Regions from separate parts of the Triticum aestivum genome. Here region 1 is linked to region 2. The links are chromatin contacts, called in public Hi-C maps. All regions are on one chromosome and are shown on one strand. Each heading gives the region's core, a stretch centred on a gene start, on an enhancer-like site or on the middle of the called end of the contact. The rest is flanking DNA. Distances are from core to core; before and after follow the strand shown.

Region 1 (6,316 bases), core at 2,301-4,800, 84 kb before region 2:
ATCACATTAACCTGAAGTAATGTACAAGAAACAAAATGGCTTGTGTGATTGGCACAGAAGTATTATGCGAACCTCAGATAGGGGCACCAGCTAAATGCAGAGCAAGTCATAGGGTATCTCATACAGATATAAGTGAAGGGAAAAATCATGTGCGCATATACTCTCTATGGATGGCACAAAAATTGGTGAGCTCATCTAATGGAATGCAAGAAATGGTAATGGCGAACCTGAGGTTTGACTTCAACAATGAACTGGCCGCTCTTGACTGAGACTGCTTCATTTGCTAGTACACTTTCCAGGTGATCAAGCATCTCCTTTGCCTGAGAAGATGCAAAGCCTTGGTCAGCATCCCTATGGTGCCACACCAACGCAGTTTCTTTGGTTTCAATGTAGGATCCATCAGTTGCTTCTGTATAAAGATTCATCACTGGCTCAGCCATTTGCATCCATCCAATATCTGGGGACTGGGTACTGGTTTGCCATTCTTCATCTCTGGTCCACCTACATATGGAAACATAGTGTTTCATCATCTATTTAATTCTCTAGTGATTCCAAAAATCATGAACAGTCTGCAGTGATCTCCATTCTCCCCAGGCAATAAAAACACTAAACAGAAATGGGCAGCCAAGAAACATGAACAAACATCTTATGACGTGTGCATGCCATGTTGAAGTAAAAGCAGAACCTGGTACATGAGTTTAATGAACATAAGGTGTATGATCCTACAAGTCCTAATTACTGACTCCGCTAGTTGGTCATTACAGTTAAGTACTCCCTCCAATCGCCAAAGGAGGGCATACAATTCTGAGCGCAGCAATTAAGGAGAGAATCTCATGCAGTTTATTTTCCCAGATTTACCCTTGAAAAGCGCCGCAAAATATTCGCTCCACGCGCCTCGATAACTAGCATCCGTTTAATATGGACCTCACACTGGCCAATCCTAGAGTGTGAATGCTACGGAGGAGCAGAATGCGCAGCCTTAGCCAATCGTGCTATGTGCATGCAGTGACAGGTAATTAATGTGAATCGGTAAAGCAGATCTGAGGGAGGGGTATTTTGTCGAGCACTGTGTTATTCTCCCACTTGACGCCCTAATTTCATGGAGGGAGTACCAAACAAACAACTGGTGCGTGTAGTAGCCTGAGTGCCTGACAAGGAACAAATGAAGAATTTCCTATTGATACAAGAAAAACCAACAAAAGTAAACTAGATTGTTATTTGCTCGATGAAGCAGAAAACACTGAGACCTTTGCATCTGCAGTTGACCTTGACTCCTATTCCTATTATGTCTGAATAAAGTACAGACTTCACTGTTAATCTGAAGCAAAATGTACAACAGTGGTAATAAAAAATTGTACCTTAAGAAATAACCATGCTCTGCCGCGATGCCTAGAATTGGACATGAGGAGAACATTGATCCCAAGCTATTCTTGCTTCTTCCACTGACAATAAAGACGATGTTGTTCTTATCCGAGCATAGGGTATTAATGATGGTTACTAATTCTTCACTCGGTTTCTGGTAGAGAGAAGCCTGTGGCACCAATGTACCATCATAGTCAAGAAATATAGCTCTACTCTTTGATCTCCCATAAGACATTATAATTGAATCAAAACTAAGCTTTGAGAAATTTGGGTCTAGTGCCACCACCCTGAATCCAAATCCCAATCCAATGCCCCAACATGGCTTCCTGAAATGATCCTTGCAAGCCCTCTCCAGGTCCTGGATAAAGCTCCTTGACCAATATGCAACGTCATGTGTGCTTACATAGCGGTAATGTTTTTCGTGCCTCAGCTCCTTGTCACGCTCTGACATTGATATGGCCTCATTTAGTGACTCCGCCGTTGATTCAACATTCCATGGGTTAATACGAATGGCACCACTCAGTGAAGGTGAGCACCCAATAAATTCCGAGACAACTAGCATGCTCTTGCGTGGCCCACTCACCTCAGGTGCAGACTCAGAGCTAGGAATGCCCTGTCGACAGACAATGTACTCATATGGGGTCAAATTCATCCCATCCCTCACAGCCGTCACCACGACACACTCAGCGACCGTATAATATGCAAGCTTCTCCACACTTGGGACATTCCGGTCAATGAGAACAATTGGGCTGTACCCGGACTGGCCAAACTCCCTGTTAATCCTCTCACAACTATCCTGAATCTCAGCCCGAATGGACTCGATATCCTTTCCCTTCCCACGTGCTGGGTTAGCAATCTGTACTAACACAGCCCTACCCCGCCACTTAGGATGTGTCTTCAACATATACTCAAATGCAAGAAGCTTCAGATTGATGCCTTTAAAGATATCCGTGTCATCCACACCAAGCAACACAGTCATGCCCTCAAATTGCTGCCGCAGCTCAGCAACCTTCTGCTGCATTTCAGGTAATCGCAGCACTGACTGCAATTGACCCATATGGATTCCCACTGGCATGATCTTGATCCCAACAGTGCGGCCATAGTAATCCAGACCAATATATCCACGCTTTGACTGGTACTCTATCCCGAGCATCCTACTACAGCAAGACAGAAAGTGCCTGGCATAATCGAATGTGTGGAATCCAATGAGATCACAGTTGAGCATAGTCCTGAGGATCTCCTCTCTGACAGGGAGGGATCGGTATATCTCTGATGAGGGGAATGGGCTGTGGAGGAAGAATCCGATGCGGAGGCGATTGAAGCGGCGGCGGAGGAAGGTGGGCAGCGCCATGAGGTGGTAATCATGGACCCAAACATAGTCGTCCTCCGGGTTGATGACCTCAACAATCTTCTCGAAGAAGTGCTTGTTGGCGAGGACGTAGGCCTCCCATGAGGCGCGCTCGAACCGACCACCGGCAGATGCACCGCTCTCATTGGGAGATTGGGCGGCGGCGAAGGGGAGCATGTAATGGAAGAGCGGCCAGAGGTAGCCCTTGCAGAAGTTCTGGTAAAATCGATCGTAGAGGTCGGCGGGGAGGAAGACGGGGGCGCAGCGGAAGCCGTCGATGAGGGTCTGCGAGACCTCGTCCTGCTCGGCGGCGGGCACGTCGGCGCGGAGGGTGCCGATGAAGAGCACCTCCATCTCGTCGGGGACGCCGTCGCGGAGGCGGAGGAGGAGCGAGTCGTCGTCCCAGGAGAAGACCCAGCCGCGGCCGTCGGGGCGGCGGCGCGCGACGACGGGGAGCTGGTTGGCGACGACGATGAGGCGCTCGCAGATGGCGGAGGAGGGCACATCGGAGGCGACGCTGCTGGTGGCGGCCCGCTCGTCGTCCTCGTCGTCCAGCTCCGACAGCGTGCCGGGCACCGTCATGACCCGCGGCATCCGCCTCGGCGCGAACGACCCCGACCGGCGCCTCCCGCCGCCGGCCGGGCCGAGCGCCGCGAAGTTCCCCGCCGCGAGGTCGAGCAGGTTGGTGTAGGACCTCGACATCATGGCTGAATCCCCCGGACCGATCCCCGCCGGATCCGCGGAATGGCGAGTGTTTTATCCAAACCCTAGGTCCGCCCGCGCCTTTGACCCGATCCGGCGTTTTGGAGTTCGGGGGAATGGGGGAGGCGAAGTGGGGCGACGAAGAAGACGAGCACACAGTATATCCCCCCCTTGCTGCACCCGGCGCACGGCACCTGCCTCCTGGTCCACCCCTCACCGACCGATGGGCCCTTCCTTTCCTGCCACCCGCCGGTGCAGTGGACCCTGCCCACAGGGGCAGACCACGCGGCGGAGAAAAGAGGATAAGGTGGTGCGTGCCCCACCGGCTCCAGCTGGCGTCACGCTGCCACCTGACGACCCTGGGGCCCACCCGAACGGACGCACGCGATGGCTCCGCGCACGCGGTTGACGGACGAGATCAGCCGGGGGCAACAGTTTGTGGATAAAGAATTCCCCAGGCCCTTTGGTCCGGCGCTTTCATGAGACGTCCCGGTCCCCCTTCCCGTTCCCGCAAGCGAGCGACAGCGATAGCCCAAACGCGGTGGCCCGGGACACGCGTCCGGCAGCCGCACCGCCGCGTCGACGTGATGGCGACGCTGCAGATGTGTCCGTGACTAGGCGCAACTCTGTCCACGAATTTGATCCGCGGTGAGGTGGCCAGCATCGCCGCTCCCGGTGACATGGCGCCACATGGGCCACCCGTGGCACGCGCGGCATGTCGGCGAGGCCGTGACTGTGACCGTCCGTGGCCACGTCGCCCTCGGATGCTCCTTCCAGGTAGGCAGACGGTCATCCATCGAGACGGACGCCACGAGGAGCATCGCGCGAAGGATATGCCTATTTAATTCGCGCGACAGACAACCAGCTAACAAACAGCTAGCGAACAGACGAGCAGTGTCTTCTAGCTCTGTCTTTCGAGGAAAAAAGGACAAGCAATCTTAGTGGCTAATTAAGCGTGAGGCAGGCGCACTGGCCACCCAACTCGTGATGATAGTCTGACCAGCATAGCATATCCCTTGATTTTTATTCGGATAACGTGCCCTTTGCCGTTGCCTCTAGGTAGGTTCAACTTCAATCCAGTGGTGCAATTTGGTTTAGGAATATCTGATGATATAGTATAGCCAGTTGGCCATGTAGCTTAAGGCAAGTTGTTGTACGTACTGGTCAAGCTTTTGACGATGGAATCTCCAGGTGAGGATCAGTGGGGCTGGGGCCGCATATTGTTGGCCTTCATGGGTTGTATAATTGTTTGTACAAAGTTGAGTCATTTATTTTAGGACAAAGTAAGTACTCCCTTCATTCTGATTTATTCGTCGTGGTTTTAGTTCAAATTTAAACTAAAACCTCGACGAGTAAATCGGAACGGAGGGAGTATTATCGTAGTGATGCACTAGTGCCCCTTCGTCGCTTTGTCTCAAGTCAAACTTTGTAACATTTGACCAAGTTTATATGTGTAAAAGTTAATAACATGCACAATACCAAATCAACCATTAGAATCATCATTCGATATATTTTCATACCATATACTCCATCCGTTCCTAAATATAAGTCTTTTTAAAGATTCCACTACAAAAATACATATGGATGTATATAGACATATTTTAAAATGTAGATTCACTCATTTTGCTTCGTATATAGTCCATAGTGGAATCTCTAAAAGGACGTATATTTAGGAACAGAGGGAGTATGTTTGTTATTGTGAAAGCTAAAATTGTTTCCGATAAACTTGGTCGAAATTTATGAAGTTTGACTTAGCTCAAAGCAAATATGCGGAGTAAATAAAAATGAAGAGAGTATGTTGATAACTTTTTGAAACTCTGCATTATTACATGACCAGCTTGACCAACGGTCTGCTCAAACTCTTCATGGTTGTGTGATGTCCTTTTACAAAAAAATAAGAGTATTCTGGACGAGCTCTGTTGTGAAGATATAACAAGTTGTGATGATGACACTCTAGCATGTGTGTAGAGCCACCACTCCTTTGACTACTACTCAATCTCTTCCCTCCAATTGCCAATGTCTTCTTCCCTGCAATTTTTTTTGCCAATGTCTTCTTCCCCGCAATTTTTTTTGTCAATGTCTTCATCGGTCATGAGTATCTGCACGCCTGCTCAAGGCAGTAGCGGTATTTTTGAATGTTACTTGTGTTGCACACTTAGTTGACGTTCATGATGGTCTTTAATGGTGGGATTTAAGATCTAGTAGCGCCGTTACAGTTAGCGACACATGGATTTGGCGAAAACCTAAGCTGCTCGGTGAAAACCCTCAAGATGTCATTAGCTAGGCCGGTAAGGCAATGGCGGCGCACGTGCATTGCCCCTTGTCCCTGGTAGTGAAAAATCTCTTGATCAAGATGTTTTTATCCTTTTTCTTTACTCCCTTATGTCTTTGAAGAGAGGAGAAACAAGATAATTTCTCGAAAAGTAGGTGTAACCCCCTCTCCCATGCATCAAGTGACGCACGGTCATGCACACGGTCATTTATTAATTTCCTTGAGTTCATGCATCTGTTTTAGAAATTTGGTGGTATGTCTTCTCTATTAATTGGCTCAAAAAGCGATGGGAAACTCAAAGGTTTGACGAACCAAATGGAGATAACGACTGTTGCTAGCGTGTTTTGCTTGGTGTTGCAAGTTCTTCTGTCTCAACACCTTCCACAACTCAGACCACCTTTGGAGAATGGTTGACGAGCGTGACAATCTTTAATGAGGGAATTCAAGATCTAGTTAGGGTGGACTGTCAACAACACTAGTGCGTATGGTGAACACCATAGCTGCATGGTGAAAACCCTCAAGATGACCTTAACTTGACCGGTGTGGCAATGGTTGCGCACTAACATTGCCCCTTGCGCCAGTAGTGAAAAAACTCTTGACAATGATGGTTTTCTTCCTCCCTTCACTACTCC
Region 2 (6,177 bases), core at 1,992-4,491:
ACCGACTCCTGCCTGCATCTACTACTATTACTCCACACATCGACCGCTATCCAGCATGCATCTAGTGTATTAAGTTCATCAAGAAACGGAGTAATGCAATAAGAACGATGACATGATGTAGACAAGATTTATTTATGTAGAAATAGACCCCATCGTTTTATCCTTAGTAGCAACGATACATACGTGTAGGTTCCCTTTCTGTCACTGGGATCAAGCATCGTAAGATCGCCCACTACAAAGCACCACTTCCCATTGTAAGATAAATAGATCAAGTTGGCCAAACAAAACTCAAATATCAGAGAAGAAATACGAGGCTATAAGCAATCATGCATATAAGAGATCAAGGAAACTCAAATAACTTTCGTGAATATAAAAAGATAGATCTGATTATAAACTCAAAGTTCATCAGATCCTAACAAACACGCCGCAAAAAGAGTTACATCATATGGATCTCCAAGAGACCATTGTATTGAGAATCAAACGAGAGAGAGGAAGCCATCTAGCTACTAACTACGGACCCGTAGGTCTACAAAGAACTACTCGCATCATCGGAGAGGCACCAATGGAAGTGGTGAACCCCTCCATGATGATATATAGATTGGATCTGGTGGTTCTGGACTCTGCGGCAGCTGGAATTGATTTTCGTCGACTCCCCTAGCGTTTCTGGAATATTGGTGGTATTTATAGAGTAAAGAGGCGGTCTGGGGGCACCCGAGGTGGGCACAACCCACCAGGGCGCGCTTGGGCCTCCTGGCGCGCCCTGGTGGGTTGTGCTCCCCTCGGAGCACCCCCGAGGAGCTGCCTTGGCCCATTGGGTGTCTTCTGGTCCATAAAAAATCTCCGTGAAGTTTCGTTGCATTTGGACTCTGTTTGGTATTGATTTCTTGCGATGTAAAAAACATGCAGAAAACAGCAACTGGCACTTGGCACTATGTCAAAAGGTTAGTACCAAAAATGATAAAAAATGACTATAAAATGATTATAAAACATCCAAGATTGATAATATAACAGCATGGAACAATAAAAAATTATAGATACATTGGAGATGTATCAATTTATATTTAACACTGTCAAACTTTTAAATCTTTAGATAATACTTTGTCCGTTCCATAATGTAGTGCCTATAGATTTTTGAATAATCAAAATTTCCAAACTTTAACCAATTTGTAAAGAAAATTATTTATATCAACAATACAAAAAATGTATAGTATGAAAATACTTCTCATGATGTATCTAATGAATGTTTTTCTTTAGAAACCTGGTCGAAGTTTGTAAAATTTGACCTTTATAAAAATCTATAGGCACTACATTATGCAACAGAGGGACATCATCTAAACCAATTTTTTTAGAAAAAGGAGGATTACCCCCGGCCTTCTGCATCTGAGCGATGCATGCAACCATTTTATTGATTATTCACAAAGACCTTATAAAGTAGTACATCAGGTAGTCTGAAGCCACCATCTTAGCAACATTTGTTGCTACTCTTATCCACATGATGAAGGGGTGTTGATAGTCTGAGCCTAATACCAAACAGACATCGCACAAATGCCTAACATCTAAAGCAGAGGCCCCAACCAAGCCACATACTGGGTTTGGGGCACAAATCGGTCTAACGCACTCTCATGTGTCGTCGCCGCCATCTTCCACCAATCCATCTTCAGAGCAAACTAACGCACCGACCTTGCCAGGCTTCTCTGCTATCGACGCCACCGCCAGACATCATCCTCCTCCTGCGCAAGTCCATCTCCGCGCATCTGACGCCAAGTCTCCACGGCGCCACGCCGCCTATATCCGCCGCCATCAGTGTGTAAGATGAAGCGCCGCTCCACCAAAGAAGCCGCCCTCCGGTCCCTCGAGCCCGTGTGCACCTCCAAGAATGACGCCCCCAAGGGGGAAACAACACCAGAGAGCCACCGTCATCCGATCTACTGATCTAGGGTTTTCCCAAGAGGTAGCAGAGAGGGCCTTGAACTTCTCCACGATGATGCCTTCAGGAAGGGAACGAGGCAGACAACGCCACCACCGCCGGCCTTGGTAATAGCCGAAAGCGGGTTTTCACCTAGATTTGCTCGAAGAACCTCAACTCTCGTGCACAGGCCGCCGCCATCCCTGCCGGGATCAGGATGATCCAGGCCGCCGCTGCCAGGTCACAGCAAAGGAGAAGTCCACACTGAGACCTGCCGGCCGACCAGGGGAGGCCGAGTCCGCGCCCGTAGGACCAGATCCGCACCCGATCCGTGCCCGCACCGCCGCCCCGGAGCCAACCCCACGTGCAGCCGTCACGGCCTGGCCACCCGCCTGTGCCGCTGTCTGGCCGCCGCACCCACCCCACACCAGTGCCACACCTCCGCCGCGCCGCCGCATCTCGCGCTGCAGCCATACGCTAGGAGGAGGAGAAGGGCCCCGCCGACGCCGACGCGCACCAGGCTTCGCCCGGCGGCGAGGGGAGGGGAGGGTGTAGGAGGCGGCCGAGGGGTGGCGGCTAGCGTTCCCCCGACGCCGCCCGCAAGAGCGACGCGAGGGATGGTCATCTAAACCATTTGTATCCTAGATTTTCAAAATACCATAACTTGATTTGATTTTATACTCATATAACAACGGAAACTAGCTGTCAGGTCACGTCTTGCACACCTTATCTCTACTCTTATAAAAAACAGAGTGGTGATGATGGTGTGCCTGTCATCCTGCAATATAGACCGCCCGATTTATATTTGACCGATAGGAAGGAAACTATGACAATTTTATAAAAAGATACCCACACCCCTCTTCACATTTGCAAATAAGGCTTTCCCTCGTTCATCCTTTTCTCTCACAAAATAAACTACTCATACAAATGCATCTTGATGCTAGTCAATGTCTAAAGCATGAATTATGTGAGAACAATGGAGTTTTTTTCTCCTTTTTTTTAGATGACAAAGTAGTAATATTGGAGAGAAAGAACAAAAAAGCATGAGCTCTCTTCCATCTTTCCCATGCTGTAGACGCTGGAGCAGGCTCTACGGTTTGCTCCCACTGGATGCATGTATCCTTCGGCCATTTTGAGCGGATCTGTTATCTTTAGGCGCCGTCTCGATCGGCAAAAAAGGCAAGCGGATGGGCCGGGGCTAGTGAAAGCGAGCGCATTGGCTTTTCGTTTGACACTCTTGGCACGGCAGGCAAGAGAGTTGACAGTTACGCTCGATCCATGTGCGATTGTGCGATGTGGATAGGGATCCGTTTCCATTTTGAACGCCGGTGGCGATTTTTTGGAGGGACCCTCCTTTTGCGCCCGTCTCGGCTTTTGATTTGATTTTCCTTTCCTTTTGGATAGTGCTCCAGATCGCTCGTTCCCCGTCTCTTTCAGGGCTGAGCAGTGGGCGCGCCGCGTCATTTGAAGTTCAGGTTGCTGGACTGTATTGAAACAGGAGACTGAACCAATAGCCACAGCAACAGTCCACACATGGCTCAAACTGGCATAACAAATCGTGGATAGCACCAAAACGCAAAATGCTAGGCTCTTCTTTGAAGCAAACCCTCGATGAACTCTGTAGAAAATGTAGACCGGCCCGCCCAGATTATGGCAGTGTGTCATTTGGACCTGCAGCCACGAGATCTGTTCACTTGTTCAGAACTCTTGATATCTGATACCAGAAATTTGGTTATGCAACAATGTAGAATTCAGAATATCGCACGTTCTTCACAAATTTAATTGTGGCTAAATGGATAAGAATGAGAGGCAGACCATTTGAACTCAGCAGGCAACGATCAGCCATCAAATAAAGGCGCGTTAACTGGTACAGTACACTGTAGTTTTCCCGCACAGCAACGAAAATAAACTACTCGCCTACGTTCGCTTTCTTTAATTAGCGAAGCTGGGGCTGGGGCCAAGTTTTTTCTTAACAAAAAGGTAAATAAGGGAAAAGTACAGTGTCGTGTTCTTCCTGTGGAAAGTGTCCATGGCAGAGCATGCTCGGTCTCAGGCCGAGACCAACAAACAGTAAGCATTCCTGCACGGCAGGGCACAAGCATAATACAGCAACACTGATGTGAATTACCTGTACAACTGAGCAGGCACCTCAGTTCGAGTCTGAACTTCTTTTACATGACACAGGCATGTGTTTCTACTGTTCCTACACGAGTAGTAGCAAAAGTTTGTTCCTGGTAGGAGTGGAAGAATGGCAATGGGCAAAAACGGCGGGCCTTTTGTTCAAACGAACGAACGATGGGAGAAGAGAAGCAAGCAGGCAGGACGACGAGGCAGAGAAAGCAAAAGCAGCACGTAGCAAGCCAAGCCAACGTTGCTTTGTTTTCAGTTTCAGCCATCAGTCCACGCTTTCTCCTCTGCTTTGTCTCCCCCCTTTGCTCCCTCTGCTCTTCCGCGAATAGTATTGACGAATCATGAGTGTTCGTGAGCGTATCGCGCATGGGGCCTATGAATTCTGAACTCCTCATGCCCGCCTGCCTGCCGCCAGGGGCTTTCGAAAACCCATGCTGCATGCACGCAGATGGACATAATTAGCGCCCGGCAGAGTTCAGATGATCATGCCTGTCTCCTGCCCGTGCCGGCGCTGTCTCGCTTTCCATTCCCCGACATTGCCTTCTCTCTAGGATAGGAGCTACTACTGCACAGTAGAGCAGCTCAAGTAGTGCATAAAGCTTGTGCTCAAGTCCCAGTAGCGGCAACAAGAACTTGCACGCTTTAAGGTCGCCCCTCCAAGCTCACACACGAGAAGCTCGAGTCGGAGTTGTAGATAGCAAGAAGCCAAGAAGCCAGTCATGGGATGGGGAAGCAGGAAACAGCAGCACGGGACGCCGTCACGCGCGTCGGAGCAAGGAGAGTCCGGCGAGCACAAGGGCAGTGGCAAGAGCAAGGCCTTCCCCTTCTCTTTCTCCCCGCTCTCGTGGCTCTCCAAGCTCGCCGCGAAGCCCAAGCGCACGCCTGCGTCCACGCACGAGGGCCGCGGAGCCGGTGCGAGTGCCGCTGCCGCCGCCCCGCCGTTCAAGTCGGCCCTTCCCGAGCGCGTCAGCCCGGCTAAGGTGGTGATTGCGCCGGCGGGCCGGCTCAGCTCGCCCTCGCCGCGTCGCTCTCCCGCTGTTCTGCGGCGGCTCTTTGTTGGCAACGACAACGCGGAGGCCGTGGCCGCGCGCGGGCGCCATCGCCCTGCCGCAGCCGTCGCCGCCGCCGAAGAAGTCGTACCAAGGCGGCTCTCTGTTGGCAACGACAGCGCCGACGCCGTCGCCCCGCGCCGGCACTGCAGACCTCGGCGCCACTGCTCCGTCGGCGGCGACCGTGACCTCCAGGCGCCGCTCGGCAAACACATCCCCTTCTCCCTCGCTGGCTCCCCAGCGCAGCCACGGCCTCCTCCACAGGCGGCAGCAGCCGCGGCACCGTCGGACACGGACGGCGGGGGCGCTCGGCTGAGGCGTCGGCACCGTGGCCGCCGGCACTGGCGCAGCGTCAGCGGCGGCCGGAGATCGTCGTTCTCCGGAAAGGTGACGCTGCGGGTGAAGGTGCGGTCGCCGCGGCGGTCGGCGCCGGAGCTGGAGAGCCTCGCCGTGGTGCGGCGGACGCGGGACCCGCAGCGGGCGTTCAGGGAGTCGATGTCCGAGATGATCGCGAGCAGCGGGGGGACCGACGCCCGGCCGGAGGAGCTGGAGCGGCTGCTGGCGTGCTACCTCGCCCTCAACGCCGACGAGCACCACGACTGCATCGTCAAGGTCTTCCGCCAGGTCTGGTTCGACCACGTCAACCTGCCGCCGCCTCGACGGGGCAGGGGCCGGGAGGAACACCCCGGACGGCACGCGAGGCCGTAAATTCTCGAACGCAAGCAGTTGCTGTATGCATGTACATTACGTACGTTTTTATGCCGGATTTACCTTAGAATTTTCGTAAATCTCTGTCACTCAAAAATTCTAAAAAAAGGGTTTGCCAGCCTGAAACGCAGAGACAATTTACCGAGCCACGATGAAAATATTGTATCAGTTGATGGAAACAAATTCTTACATCCGCCGGAAGCAATTCCCTCTTCTTTTTTTTCTTTCCGAAAAGGATCAAATCTATTGTAAGAATGCATTGAAAGTACAAAGGATATCGATCATAATAAAAATTACATCGAGAACGATCACTACTGCCGCCAGAGCGAGCCGTCGACGTGCCGCTGTCGCCGCTCCCCTGTCGGAGCCGGCTTTACCTTGTCG

Evidence for each region. Hi-C and Micro-C count contacts between places; a contact is called where the count stands out from the background.
Region 1: a contact with region 2 is called in a Hi-C map of leaf, with 4 times the contacts expected there. The contact joins the promoter of LOC123182644 here to the enhancer-like site in region 2. A contact is called at or near these places in 4 of 5 Hi-C or Micro-C datasets (leaf and an unstated tissue) and 1 of 1 datasets of contacts at active chromatin or transcription factors (leaf).

What each region holds. Positions count from the first base shown.
Region 1 is chr1D:432,801,724-432,808,039 of IWGSC CS RefSeq v2.1, reverse strand. LOC123182644 (probable alpha,alpha-trehalose-phosphate synthase [UDP-forming] 7) reads right to left here and starts at 3,550. Exons shown (of 3, transcript XM_044595287.1): 1 at 1,359-3,550; 2 at 228-501. The coding sequence starts at 3,415.
Region 2 is chr1D:432,717,290-432,723,466 of IWGSC CS RefSeq v2.1, reverse strand. No RefSeq gene overlaps it. Among protein-coding and RNA genes, the nearest start is that of LOC123182644, 84 kb to the left of the region's middle. Within about 2 kb of position 3,241, at least 1 of the 8 cell types and tissues checked has an H3K27ac peak or open chromatin away from gene starts, as enhancers often do. A contact at or near this core is called in leaf, where this site is marked.